Linked DNA regions of Mus musculus: all the other regions are linked to region 1. A link is a contact called in public Hi-C and Micro-C data. All regions are on one chromosome and are shown on one strand. Each heading gives the region's core, a stretch centred on a gene start, on an enhancer-like site or on the middle of the called end of the contact. The rest is flanking DNA. Distances are from core to core; before and after follow the strand shown. Region 1 holds the start of Mctp1 (multiple C2 domains, transmembrane 1). Region 2 holds the start of Rhobtb3 (Rho-related BTB domain containing 3). Region 3 holds the start of Gpr150 (G protein-coupled receptor 150). Region 4 overlaps Mctp1 (multiple C2 domains, transmembrane 1).

The links. A called contact is a pair of places that touch in the nucleus more often than the background predicts.
Region 2: a Micro-C map of embryonic stem cells shows a contact between it and region 1, with 10 times the contacts expected there. The contact joins the promoter of Rhobtb3 here to the promoter of Mctp1 in region 1. A contact is called at or near these places in 1 of 39 promoter capture datasets (hippocampal neurons) and 2 of 484 Hi-C or Micro-C datasets (both in embryonic stem cells).
Region 3: a Micro-C map of embryonic stem cells shows a contact between it and region 1, with 2.5 times the contacts expected there. The contact joins the promoter of Gpr150 here to the promoter of Mctp1 in region 1. A contact is called at or near these places in 2 of 39 promoter capture datasets (embryonic stem cells and pre-B cells), 4 of 484 Hi-C or Micro-C datasets (all in embryonic stem cells), 1 of 115 datasets of contacts at active chromatin or transcription factors (embryonic stem cells) and 1 of 9 other capture datasets (adipose tissue).
Region 4: a Hi-C map of bone marrow-derived macrophages shows a contact between it and region 1, with 16 read pairs. The contact joins the enhancer-like site here to the promoter of Mctp1 in region 1. A contact is called at or near these places in 17 of 39 promoter capture datasets (the C10 cell line, the HPC-7 cell line, HPC-7-derived erythroid cells and 11 more), 6 of 484 Hi-C or Micro-C datasets (the HL-1 cell line, bone marrow-derived macrophages, cerebellum and 2 more), 4 of 115 datasets of contacts at active chromatin or transcription factors (bone marrow-derived macrophages, forebrain, microglia and 1 more) and 4 of 9 other capture datasets (adipose tissue, liver, macrophages and 1 more).

Annotation. Positions count from the first base shown.
Region 1 is chr13:76,382,682-76,385,499 of GRCm38.p6, reverse strand. Mctp1 (multiple C2 domains, transmembrane 1) reads right to left here and starts at 1,361. Exons shown (of 21, transcript NM_030174.3): 1 at 249-1,361. The coding sequence starts at 965.
Region 2 is chr13:75,942,375-75,945,192 of GRCm38.p6, reverse strand. Rhobtb3 (Rho-related BTB domain containing 3) reads left to right here and starts at 1,369. Exons shown (of 12, transcript NM_028493.2): 1 at 1,369-1,662; 2 at 1,761-1,986. The coding sequence starts at 1,661.
Region 3 is chr13:76,055,579-76,058,396 of GRCm38.p6, reverse strand. It overlaps Gpr150 (G protein-coupled receptor 150), which reads left to right and starts at 1,401. Exons shown (of 1, transcript NM_175495.2): 1 at 1,401-2,818. The coding sequence starts at 1,573.
Region 4 is chr13:76,688,982-76,691,799 of GRCm38.p6, reverse strand. All of the region lies in intron 3 of Mctp1 (multiple C2 domains, transmembrane 1), which reads right to left. Among named protein-coding and RNA genes, the nearest start is that of Gm24519, 86 kb to the right of the region's middle. Within about 2 kb of position 1,464, at least 3 of the 459 cell types and tissues checked have an H3K27ac peak or open chromatin away from gene starts, as enhancers often do. A contact at or near this core is called in bone marrow-derived macrophages, where this site is marked.

The DNA.
Region 1 (2,818 bases), core at 112-2,611:
CAAAGTGCTTTTGGCGACAGGTGTCATTCATTCGTGTCAAAGTCAAGTCAGGGTTCAAGTCTAAACTGTTACTACTAAACCCGAGCAAAATGTCTTTGCTCCGTTTCAGCTAGTTAGTAGTCCGTGCCCGCACACATGGGGACACACACACACACACACACACACACACACACACACTCGCTGCCAAGGCAGCCTGAAGCTGGAGGCGTGGCCTGCACACTGCCCGGCGCTGGCCACCTGGCACTCACCTGGCTGCAGTCGCGCTCTATGTCCTTCTGCAGAGCCTGGGGTTCGGCGGGACCCCGGGCCGGTTCTGCGGGGGGTGGCGCCGGTTCCAGCAACTGCTCCAGGCACGCGGTTCCGGGCAGAGAGGAGCTCTTTTGGTGGCACAGGTGCACCCCAGGGCCCCCACGCCGTGTACTCTCATCACGGACGCGGTCCCCCCTCGGGGGCGGTTGGGGAGAAGAGGACAGGGAAGATGAGGCGGAAGACGAAGAAGGAGCTGAGTCCGGAGAGCGTCCGCCAGGAGGCGTCACTCCGCCTGTCCCTGTGGCTGTCGAGGACCCCTTAGCCACGGGCAGCAGATGTTCGCGTAGGCGGCGGCGCAGCGTGGACCCTTGCTCGGCTCTGCCTGCTCCGCCTGGCTCCAGGGGCTCTGGTGAGGAGCAGCACAGGTTGGGCTGTGAGGAGGAGAACACTCGGTCCAGCACTTGCTTCCGCTTCTTGAAGCCGCTCCACCTGCTGCCAGTACTTCCCACACCGGCCAGGGCGTCCTGCGTGGTCCCCGGGGGCGGCGGGGACGGGGTCGGAGTGGCCGCAGTGCGGTGCTCGGGGCCCCCAGCGCGCCCGCCTCCGCCGCCCTTGCCCTTGCCCACCCCCAGCTGCAGGTTCTTCCAGAGCCGGGCCTGGAAGGAGGGGGACGCGGCCCGCACGAGCTCGCCAGTCGTGGCAGCCCGGGGCTCCATCCTCCAACCCAGGCACCTTGTCTCCCCTCCTATTGCCTTTCCTCCTCCCTCTCGGGCTGCGCCTCCTCCGGGAGCGTGGAGGCGGCGGCGGCGGCGGCGGCGGCCAGCGCAGCAGCACAAGCCCGGAGCGTCCAGCGGCTTCAGGCCAGCTCGGAGCAAAACGGCTGCGGCCGAGGCCCTCCCGCCGCGGGGCGCGGCCGTCCTGCAAAGTTTCTAGCAGGGAACTCCGCTGCTCCAGACCACTGAGCGCCCCCAGGCCGCACCCTGACTCCCCTCGGCGCCCGCGGGAGCTCGGAAAGCTGCAAGCGGCCGGCTCGGGCTTCCAGCTGCACTGGGAACCACACCCGCGCCCTCAGGCCAGCACCTGTCAGCAGCAGAGGCGGCCGTCTCCAAACTGGGCGCGCACGCTGCTCACACAACAGGGCGCGTCCTGCTGTAGACGTCGGGGACTAGCAGCCTTGGCTAAAGCACCCAGGACCATCCTCCAGCTCCTAGGTGGGAGGGCAGGCAAGAGCCGGGTGGAGCTGCGTAGGGCTGGGAGCCTGCTTGACCTGAGTCTACAGTCCCACACACGGCTTGCTTTAGGACAGACGGACGAACGGACGAACCCTGCTTGAGCGGACATCGGGGTGGAGTGCACCTCTGCACCCCTGGTGGGTCCCTCAGGGAACCCAGCATACATCGCCGCTGGTCATAAAGCTCTCCAAATGCTGAGGCCAAATAAGTCTGCCTTCAACTGTTTGGGCATCCTGGGCTCAAGAGGGGAGTTTGATTTCTTCTGTTTTGACTTCATCACCATCCACTCTCCATGCTCTTTGTTTGCTTGCGCGGTGACTTTCCTTATAATCAGGAATAGTTCTCAGAACTTGATAATAAAGCTAACCCTTAAAGTAAGTCTCAGGGGCGCTCCGCTTGGACAGAGATGGGAAGATCCTTACTGCTTTTGACCCTATTCAGAGCTCGGTCTTGTTCTTTCCACTCAAGCAGATTTTTCTTCAGTTATTTCTTTCAGTTTGTCGGAAAACTGATTTTTTTTTAAAGTCGTCTAGATTTTGCTTCTCCCCAAATGTATGCATCTAGGATCTTCTGACTCCACTAGGTCTCTTCTAAAAGGCAGGCAACACCATGCCCTTCCCTCCACTGTACCTTCCCTAGACGTTTCAGCACAGTATTGTTTGATTACTTAAAGTAGGCATTCTCTTTCCTTTCTGGCCAGCGACTTGCCCTGAAGCTGTGGTCAATCTGAATTTATTTTTCTTATCCGGCTAACATGTAGTGAGCATCTACTATGTGCCAGGCACTGAGATCAGCACTGGAGAAACAGTTGTGAACATGTAGGGGAATGCTTGAGTTGGGTCCAGGAGAGTAGACAATAAATAGAATTTTTAACAGGGAACAATCCAGGGATAATAAAAGAGTATTATATTTGGGTTGCTATAATATGGAACAGCTCATTAAATTTGAGTTTCAGACAAAACACAATAATTTCTAGTATATGAACAAAGACCAAAAAATTCTAGTTGATGTTTATCCAAAGTCTTATTTTACTAGGTATCTTATACTTTTGCTGAATCTAATAAGCCTGTATTTAGTGTTAAAAACAAAAAGTCTCCCTGAGAATCCAAAGTTTGAGATGATACTATAAAGGGACAAAGAGCCAACAGTTGAAAACTGAATGCAGTGTTTCAGGCAGAAAACCAGAAGTCAAAGCCCTGAAGGAGGAAGCAGCTTAAAGAGGCTTTCCACAGAGAGACAGAGATTGTTCCAAAGAAGGTGAAGAAAGGTGGGCAGGGCTGGTCCATTTGGAAATGCACAGTTCACATAGGTTTCATCCTATTGAGGAATTTAAAAAT
Region 2 (2,818 bases), core at 120-2,619, 440 kb after region 1:
GTCATGGTGTTTGACTGGTGGGCCATTAGACTGATGAGACCGTATACTTTCTTTTGATCCAAGAGGAACTGTGACTCTGCACATTTGCATCTTTCAGGATGGTTATTTCCAGAAACTACAAAACATTGTACTTGGACACAAAGGAAAAAATTTATTTATTTATTTATTTATTTATTTATTTATTTATTTAGGACTGGGTCTCACTATGTAACTGGCTCTTCTGGAGCTCACGATATAGCCTGGGCTGGTTTTGTTTTTGTTTGGTTTTGTCTTTACTAGTGACTCTAATTACAGCTATTTGGGAGGCTGAGGAGGGAAGACCTATCTCAAAGAACAGAGAGGACTAAGTAAACTACATAGAGAACGCCCCCTGCCCTGCCCTGTCTATGGACAGGAAGCTAATTCTGTCTCAGCTGAGCAATACTGATTCCTAATAAACAGTTGTGGCCATCTCCCAGCTTCTTGTTTTCCTCAGTCTTCCCAGGACCTTTTAAACATCTAGTTCTCAAAACAGGTCCACTTAACAGAGAAAACAAGCCCAATTTCAAAGCAGAGCAAATAATCAAAAAGATAAACAAGAACTCTTAACTGTGTGTGAGATGCTTGTGAGAATTTTAATATTTATGAGGGAGCCCCAGAGTAGCCTTTGGCCTGTCCTAGTATTAGCAGTCCTCATGGTGTTTTATACTGGAGGTAGTCTGAGGCCCTTTTGGGGCCTCCACAAGCTTTACTTCTGTGTGTCATCACGAAAGAATCTAAAATATCCTTACATTAACATGATCCTTCTTTTTCAGTGAGCTATTATTAAATAATGTAACTGGAATGTGTACTGAAAAAAATCCAAGTAAACTGCTACAACTTTCTTTTTTTTTTTTTTCTTTTTTTTTTAAACCACACACATTAAAAATCCCAACACTTCAAATTCCACAATCTTGGTTAAAATATGCCAAATATAGCTTGCAATAGTAAATGACCTTTCCAAAGTGGCACCCGCAAATTAATTGGTGCGTGAACAAAGAACCTTTTCTGCAGCTGCATGAATGTTGCCTTTTTTTTTTTTCCTTCTTCACAAGTACGATTTTACAAAACAGCCAAAGCGCATGTTGTAAATTGACAAAACGATAACACACTTTCTGCGAAGGCTGGGGTGGGTACGGGACCGCGGGGTGGGCAGGGGGCTGCCTCCTGGCTGGGCTCTCTTCTGGTCCCCGGCGGGGGCCAGGCCGCCCCTCCCCCGCTCCCGGCTCAGGTTTCAGCCTTCCGAGTTGAGGAAACTTGCTGCAGGCGGATTGGCGGCGAGCTGCTCCCGGGCTCCGGCGTCGTCCCCGCGCCCACCGCTCCTTTGTGTCCCGCGGCCTCGGCCAGCAGCCAGCTCCCCCGCGCGCCGGACTCTCGGGGCGACACGTGCGGGCCTCCGGCCCCGCCGAGCGGAGGCGGAGCCCGGGCGGAGGCGCGGCGGCCAGGAGCGGCGACCAGGGACCGCAGCGCTGCCAGCGCCCGGCCGGCCGCTCACTCCCGGCCCGCTCCTCTGCGTCGGTAGCGCCGCGTCGTAGGAGCGGGAGGGCCGCGGCCGGGGATGAGCTGACTGCAGTGAGAGCGTCGCCCGGGCCCCCGCCAGGCCGCCCGCTGCCATCTCCGCGCCGCCCTGCCAGCCGCGATCATGTACGTACGCGTCGCCGTTCTGCCACGGTCTGGGTCCGGGACGTGCCACGCGCCCTGGCTGTACCCACCCGCTCACCGCGCCCCTCTCGGCCCCGCAGGTCCATCCACATCGTGGCGTTGGGGAACGAGGGCGACACGTTCCACCAGGACAACCGGCCGTCGGGGCTCATCCGCACATACCTGGGAAGAAGCCCGCTGGTGTCGGGGGACGAGAGTAGCTTGTTGCTGAACGCGGCCAGCACGGTCGCGCGCCCGGTGTTCACTGAGTACCAGGCCAGTGCGTTCGGGAACGTCAAGCTGGTGGTGCACGACTGTCCCGTCTGGGTAAGGGGCAGTGGCTGCGCGGTGCCCAGGAGGAAGGAGCTTGCCTTTTTGGATCCCTCCTCCCCTTGTTTCTTAATTTCCTGATTGCCTGGAGAGTTTTTTTAGTTTGTTTTTGTGTTTTTACATTTTTTGGCAAATCCCATCCTTTGTTACAATTTGGAGGTGGTGGGGGCAGCCCAGTCACGTCTGTAAGGTAAAATGGCCCCAGGGCAATATAGAGCCGTTACTGTGTTTCAAGACTTGTTCTTTAGTGGATGGACAGCTGACAGTTGAATGTGCCAACCCCAAACAGGGTCGCGAAGTTCCACTGGCCAAGAGTCATGTTTTCATGTCCACCTCGTGGAGGATAGGGAGATGTGTTCTATAAATACTGCCCTTTACAGCTCAACGTAGGCAAAAATACTCTAGACAGGGACAGGTCAAAAATAGTATGGGAACAAGGGAAAAAAGAATGGGATTTGAGAACTAATTTTAAATGGCTTATTTGTTGATTATTAACCTCTGAAAAGACTAGTTTTTAATAGTGCTAATGCTCATATATTAGCCTTTTGTTTTAGTGGTTAATAAATTGGAAATACCACTAAGAACTTAAATAAATCTTCATGTTTATGATAGTTGAATAAAATAAGTCTTAGCTTGTCTCTTGAGTAGCTTGACTCTGAAGTGTTTGATAAAAGGACAAAGAAGACAGCTCCCTGACTTACAAATATCTTCATAACACAGTAGCACTATGTATTTCAAGTGTCTTCATTTAATTTTAAATCTGTGATTTCTTGCTGATATTGTAGTTATATATTTTTCAGCTAAAGATTACTATATATACATAATATAT
Region 3 (2,818 bases), core at 152-2,651, 330 kb after region 1:
TTGCTCAAAGTTATCTGATATGCCTTAAATTGGTACTAATTCATCAACTGGACATATATTGACTGATTGATATCTGCCATGTATCAGGACCAATATGAGGATCTGGATAGATAATGAAAAACGACACATGTCTCCAGCCAAAATGATAGACCTTAGGAAAATGAGATTTCTACAGCAACCAGCAGGGTGGTACGAATCCTACCAAGTCCCCCTAATTCATGCATCTGTAGGTTGCAAACATTCCCACAGCTTGGGAAGCAACAGACACCCATTCCTCCCTGGCCCAAGACCAGGAAGTACAAGAAATTTTACTTTCACCATGATTAATTTGATGGATGCACAAACTGATGCTTCCAACGGGAAAAGTGAATTGTTTGTGAAATGAGGCTAAAAGTGGCAGCATTAAATCTAAACCATTTCCTGTGAACTGGATTTCTTTTTTAAAAATTGGCTGCTGTATGGTTTTCTTAGTCACCTTTTCTCTGGGCTTATTGGAGGCGTAGTCCCTCCCAGCAACCTCCCATCTGCTGGAAAACAGAATCAGGAGACAGAGAAGCCCGCGTGACACATCCATCACTAGAAGAAAATACTAGGAAGGACTCAATCCATGAACCACCATTTGTATAAAAATCTGGTAGTACTGTCTTCAGACTGACAAAATGAGTTTTGCATCACTGAGAGGAGAGAGCGGCTGCCATCCCCTGATGCTAGTAAAGAGAGTACTGGAAAGCATCTGCAGACCTCTCTGTTCCTAATTGCCAGGCAAAGGGAGGGCCCATAGTTCTCTCCGGATTAAAGTCCTAGCACTGCAGGCAGAGGAAGGTATACCCCTATCAAAGGCTCACCTAATGACTCTGCTCAAAAAGCTATTACTACTATTTAGGACTGGTTGTAGTTCTGTGGTAGACTGCTGGCCCAGCAGGGTCGGAAGTGGAGAAATAGAGGAACCCTGCTTGGTTTCTTGTGTCCTTGTATTTCTCAAGCTAGCGCAGACGTATGGCATTACAAAAAAAAAAATTCTTTTCTTTTTTTTTTTATCAAAAGTAGCATTTGTAATTTTTCCTGTTAGCAATCACACAATTAATTGTTGGGGGTGGGGATACTATCTCAGCCGAGGAACTATCTATCTCATAATTGATTCTGAGTTAACATTAGTTAGCCTTTGCAGTGGTCACATGCACAACTTTCTTTCTGGCTATATGTCACAGGGCAAGATTTCCAGAGCCTAGAGGTCCACGGATGCCACTGAGGGAGGCGGCTGTGTGGATTAGAAAGATGCTCTGCTGGGATGGGGGGGGGGGCAGTGGGGAGGGGGAGGAAGCGAAAAGCGGAGAAGGTGGAGAATAGGGATCATGTGTGTTCCTCGAATATACAACCCACATTTGAGTGACAAATACCAAGAACAACCTATACAAACAACTAAGCGCAAATCCACGCGTATCCATCTCACCCTGGGTGTGTGTGCTTTTTCAACTAACTTTGGGAAATCGCCGAGACCCAGCGGTGTGGCCCGCGCCACCTCTCATAGACTTTGGCCTTTTAAGCGGTATCTCTCTTTCCTCCGGATTAAGGATGGAAGATCCTTTCAGCCTCGCAATTCTGAATCCCGCATCCAACCTTTCTGTACCCACTCAGCCAAGCTGGAGTCTCAACCTGACTTCTGAGCAAGGAGCCTCTGTCCCAGGACCGCATTCGCCTCCACGCGGGCCACCCAGCCACCGGATCCATCTGGTCTTCTTGGGGATCATCCTGGTGGCCGCGGTAGCTGGCAACACCACTGTGCTCTGCCGCCTGTGCGGCGGTAGCAGCGGACCCTGGCCGGGTCCCAAGCGTCGCAAGATGGACTTCCTGCTTGTGCAGCTAGCAGCGGCTGACCTGTACGCAAGTGGAGGAACAGCATTGTCGCAGCTGGCTTGGGAGCTGCTGGGCGACCCGAGACCGGCTCTGGGCGACTTGGCTTGTCGCCTTTCCCATCTGCTGCAGGCATCGGGGCGGGGCGCCTCCGCCCACCTGGTGGCGCTCATTGCCTTGGAGCGCCAGCTCGCGGTGCGCATTCCTCAGGGCCCTCAGTTGCCAGCACGTGCCCTGGCTGCCCTGAGCTGGCTGCTGGCTCTGCTACTGGCGCTGCCTCCGACCTTCGTGGTGCGCTGGGATGCTCCTCCATCTTCAACCGCCAATGCCTGGCCAGGGAAGCATTGCTGCAGGGGCATCTTCGCGCCCCTGCCGCGCTGGCACCTGCAGGTCTACGCGCTCTATGAAGCTATCGTGGGCTTCGCGGCGCCGGTCGCTCTCTTAGGCTTCTCTTGCGGCCACCTGCTGTGTGTCTGGTGGCAGCGTGGGTCTCAGGCTCCGGTGGCTAGGATGCCCTGGTCGCCCAGTATGGCCAGAGCCTCCTTGCCCAGCGCGTTGCCCCAAGCCAAGGTGCAAAGCTTGAAAATGAGCCTGGCGCTGGCACTGCTCTTCGTGGGCTGCGACCTGCCCTACTTCGCCGCTCGCTTGGCAGCCGCCTGGTCATCGAAGCCCGCGGGTGACTGGGAGAGAGAGAGCCTGGTGGCGGCGATGCGCGTCCTAGAGGTGGCCAACAGCGCCATCAACCCTTTGATCTACCTTTTCTTCCAGGCGGGCGACTGCCGTCTCTGGCGGAGGCTGCGGAGGCGCCTAGGAGTTCTGTGCTGCGTGCGGGAGGAAGAAGCCGATATCAGCGAATGGGCTGGGGACCACCAGGCACTCCACCGCCATCGCTGGCCCCACCCTCATTATCACCATGCCCGGCGGGAGGAGCGGAACCAGGGCTGCCTGCGCCCACCCCCGCCACGCC
Region 4 (2,818 bases), core at 215-2,714, 310 kb before region 1:
ATATACTCCTAAAATAAATTAATCAACTCACTTTAAATAGAGGTCTTAGAAGGGGACTTATAAAGGACTGAAAGAGCTGAAGGGATTTGCAACCCCATAGGAAGAACAACAATATCAACCAACCAGACCTCCCAGAGCTTTAGGTTAAACCACCAACCAAGGGGTACACATGGAGGGACACATGGCTCCAGCAGCATATGTAGCAGAGGAAGGCCTTGTTGGACATCACTGGGAGGAGAGGCCCTTGGTCCTGTGAAGGCTCGATGCCACAGTGTAGGAAAATCGGAAGGTAGGAAGGTGGGTGGGTGGGTGGGGGAACACTCTTATAGAAGCAGGGGGAGGGGAGATGGGATAGGGGTGAACTGGGGAAGGGGGGAACTAGGAAAGGTGAAATATAAATAAAGAAAATATCCAATAAATAAATAAATACCTCTCCTAAATTATTTTATATTTATAGAATGAATAACTTGAGTAGATATAGTAAGTTTCTCTATTATACAGTCGATTTCATTTCAAATACTAGTTTCCTGATAGCTTTTTATCCTGTAAGGCTTTCTGTACTTAACATGTACAGTATTCTCCTCTAGTTTTAAGGCTTTGGGGTTTTGTTGTTCTTTAGAGACAGGCCTTTGTAATTGCCCTTGATAGCCTAGAGCTCACTATGTAAACAAATTTGGTCTCAAACTTGCGGTGATCCTCCTGTTCCTGTCTCCCAAGTGCTGCCATGCCCACCCATCCCACTGTCTTGCCTATGGACCTTCCTTTAACCCTCATTTGGACAATGGTAATTTCTTGTCTGGTGAAACATATGGTCTTTGTATTTGGGCTTACTTTCAATATGATTCTTGTTCTTTTTCAGTAGGTGAGGTAGAAGTTTTTGGTTGTGTCATGTGATACAGACTCATACGAGGAAGACACATGATGTTTGGAGAGAATATAAATAGCACCTAGCAGACAGTGAAGTGGTACTTGCATAGCAAGTCTTGCAATGCTTCAATGGTCTCACATCTTTGTTAATCTTTACTTGGTTGAAAGAGGGACAGCAGAGTACTTCTGGTGCACAGGCTGGTTCTGGTTGCTCCCACTGACTTGTGCTGATTTGGCTGTTTCTGCTGGATCTTGCCACCACTGCTATTCTTGTTTGGTATCCCGACAATGAAGATTTGAATCACCCCCAAAGAAGTACTTCTAAACAGGTCCATGTCCCCTTGTCCTTTTTACCATCTTTTCTCCCCCATCTTTAGACAGTGGGTAGAATGGGGTGTTAAAGCATTTAAAACCCTTATTAAAAATAGGTTGATAAAAAAATATCTAACCCTACAAGTAGATTCTTTATCAGGACTCTACAGTGTGATATGTAAAGAGATCTTTGATTGTTTTGAGTCTTGGTTCAAGGCTATATTGAACATTGTGAGCATGGGAGTGTTTAGTCACCAGGAAGGAAATTATTCTGTACCAAGCATTACACAATTCACTTAGCTCATGGCAAGTGGTTTCATATCTAATGCAGAGCTGTCCCAATGCCCACTAGGAGCAAGTTCAAACTATTGTTTGTTTACATGAAGCAGAGAAATTCCAGGAATGTTTCTAAGGCCTAATGATTCCATTAACTTCATTGCAGGTCATATATGGTCCCCTGAGCTAGAAAGGAAGAAGATTCCTCATTATGTACTTGCCAGATCTCATTTATTACAAGGCATGGGCCTTTTTTATACCATTAAAGAGCTTAACTTTCTTTCCTTTTTTATTTTTCTTAATTTTATTTTATTTATTTTATTATTTTAGCTTTTTGCTAAACTACTGGATGCATACTTACTTGTGTGTGTGTGTGTGTGTGTGTGTGTGTGTATGTGTGTGCATATGTGGTGCACATACCCATATATGTATCTGCAGAGGCCAAAGGTTGACATCAGGCAGTATATTCTTTAATTTCTCTCTACTATATGTATGTATACATGTATGTACATATGTATGTGCATAGGTATTTATTCTGTCCATTCACATAAATATAAATATATATATGTGTGTGTATGTATGTATGTATATATATACATATACATATATATATATGTGTATATATATATATGTGAGATATGTTTTTTTTTTCTCCATGGGACCTGAAACTTGATGTTTTGACTAGTTTGGTTTGCCAGTGATCTCTGGAGTTCTGCCTATCTTCATCCCCATGAACCGAGGTTACAAATGCATATAGCCACTTCTGGCTTTTTACGTGGGGGTTGGTGACCTCAGTTAAAGTCATCTTGCTTGAAGAGGAAGTGCTAAGTTTCATTAAAAGCAAAGTAGTCTTGTTGGGCTTTCTTGCTGTTGTTTGTTTCTTAAGTACTTATCTTTATCATCTACTGCCAAAGGAGCCTCAGGAACTTTCTCAGAATAATGGCCTTTAGATACAACCATGGACAGTAGGCCAGAGCTGGTAGGCAGAGAAAATGGGATGTCACTTGTGTTAACAGGTATCAATACTGCTAGATTTTGGTCAGTGCACACATGTGGCATCCTCTATACACATTTCAAGAAGTAAACTGCCAGATCAGTGAGTTCTGCTACTTTGAACTTGAAATCTGAACTAAGATTAAGCACTAGTCTGTGAATCTACTAATTCAACATTAACACAATGCTATCTATTGTTTTGCGCAAAGATGATATACATATATTCATAATATTTGGTTAAATAGAAGCTTTGGACACAACAGGGGAAGTGACATTTTTGTGAAAGGGATTCCGAATTTTGGGAAAACTTTATACTATTGGGTGAATCTATCCTAAGGTGAGAAGAGAAAGCCACAGCCCTCATAACCTG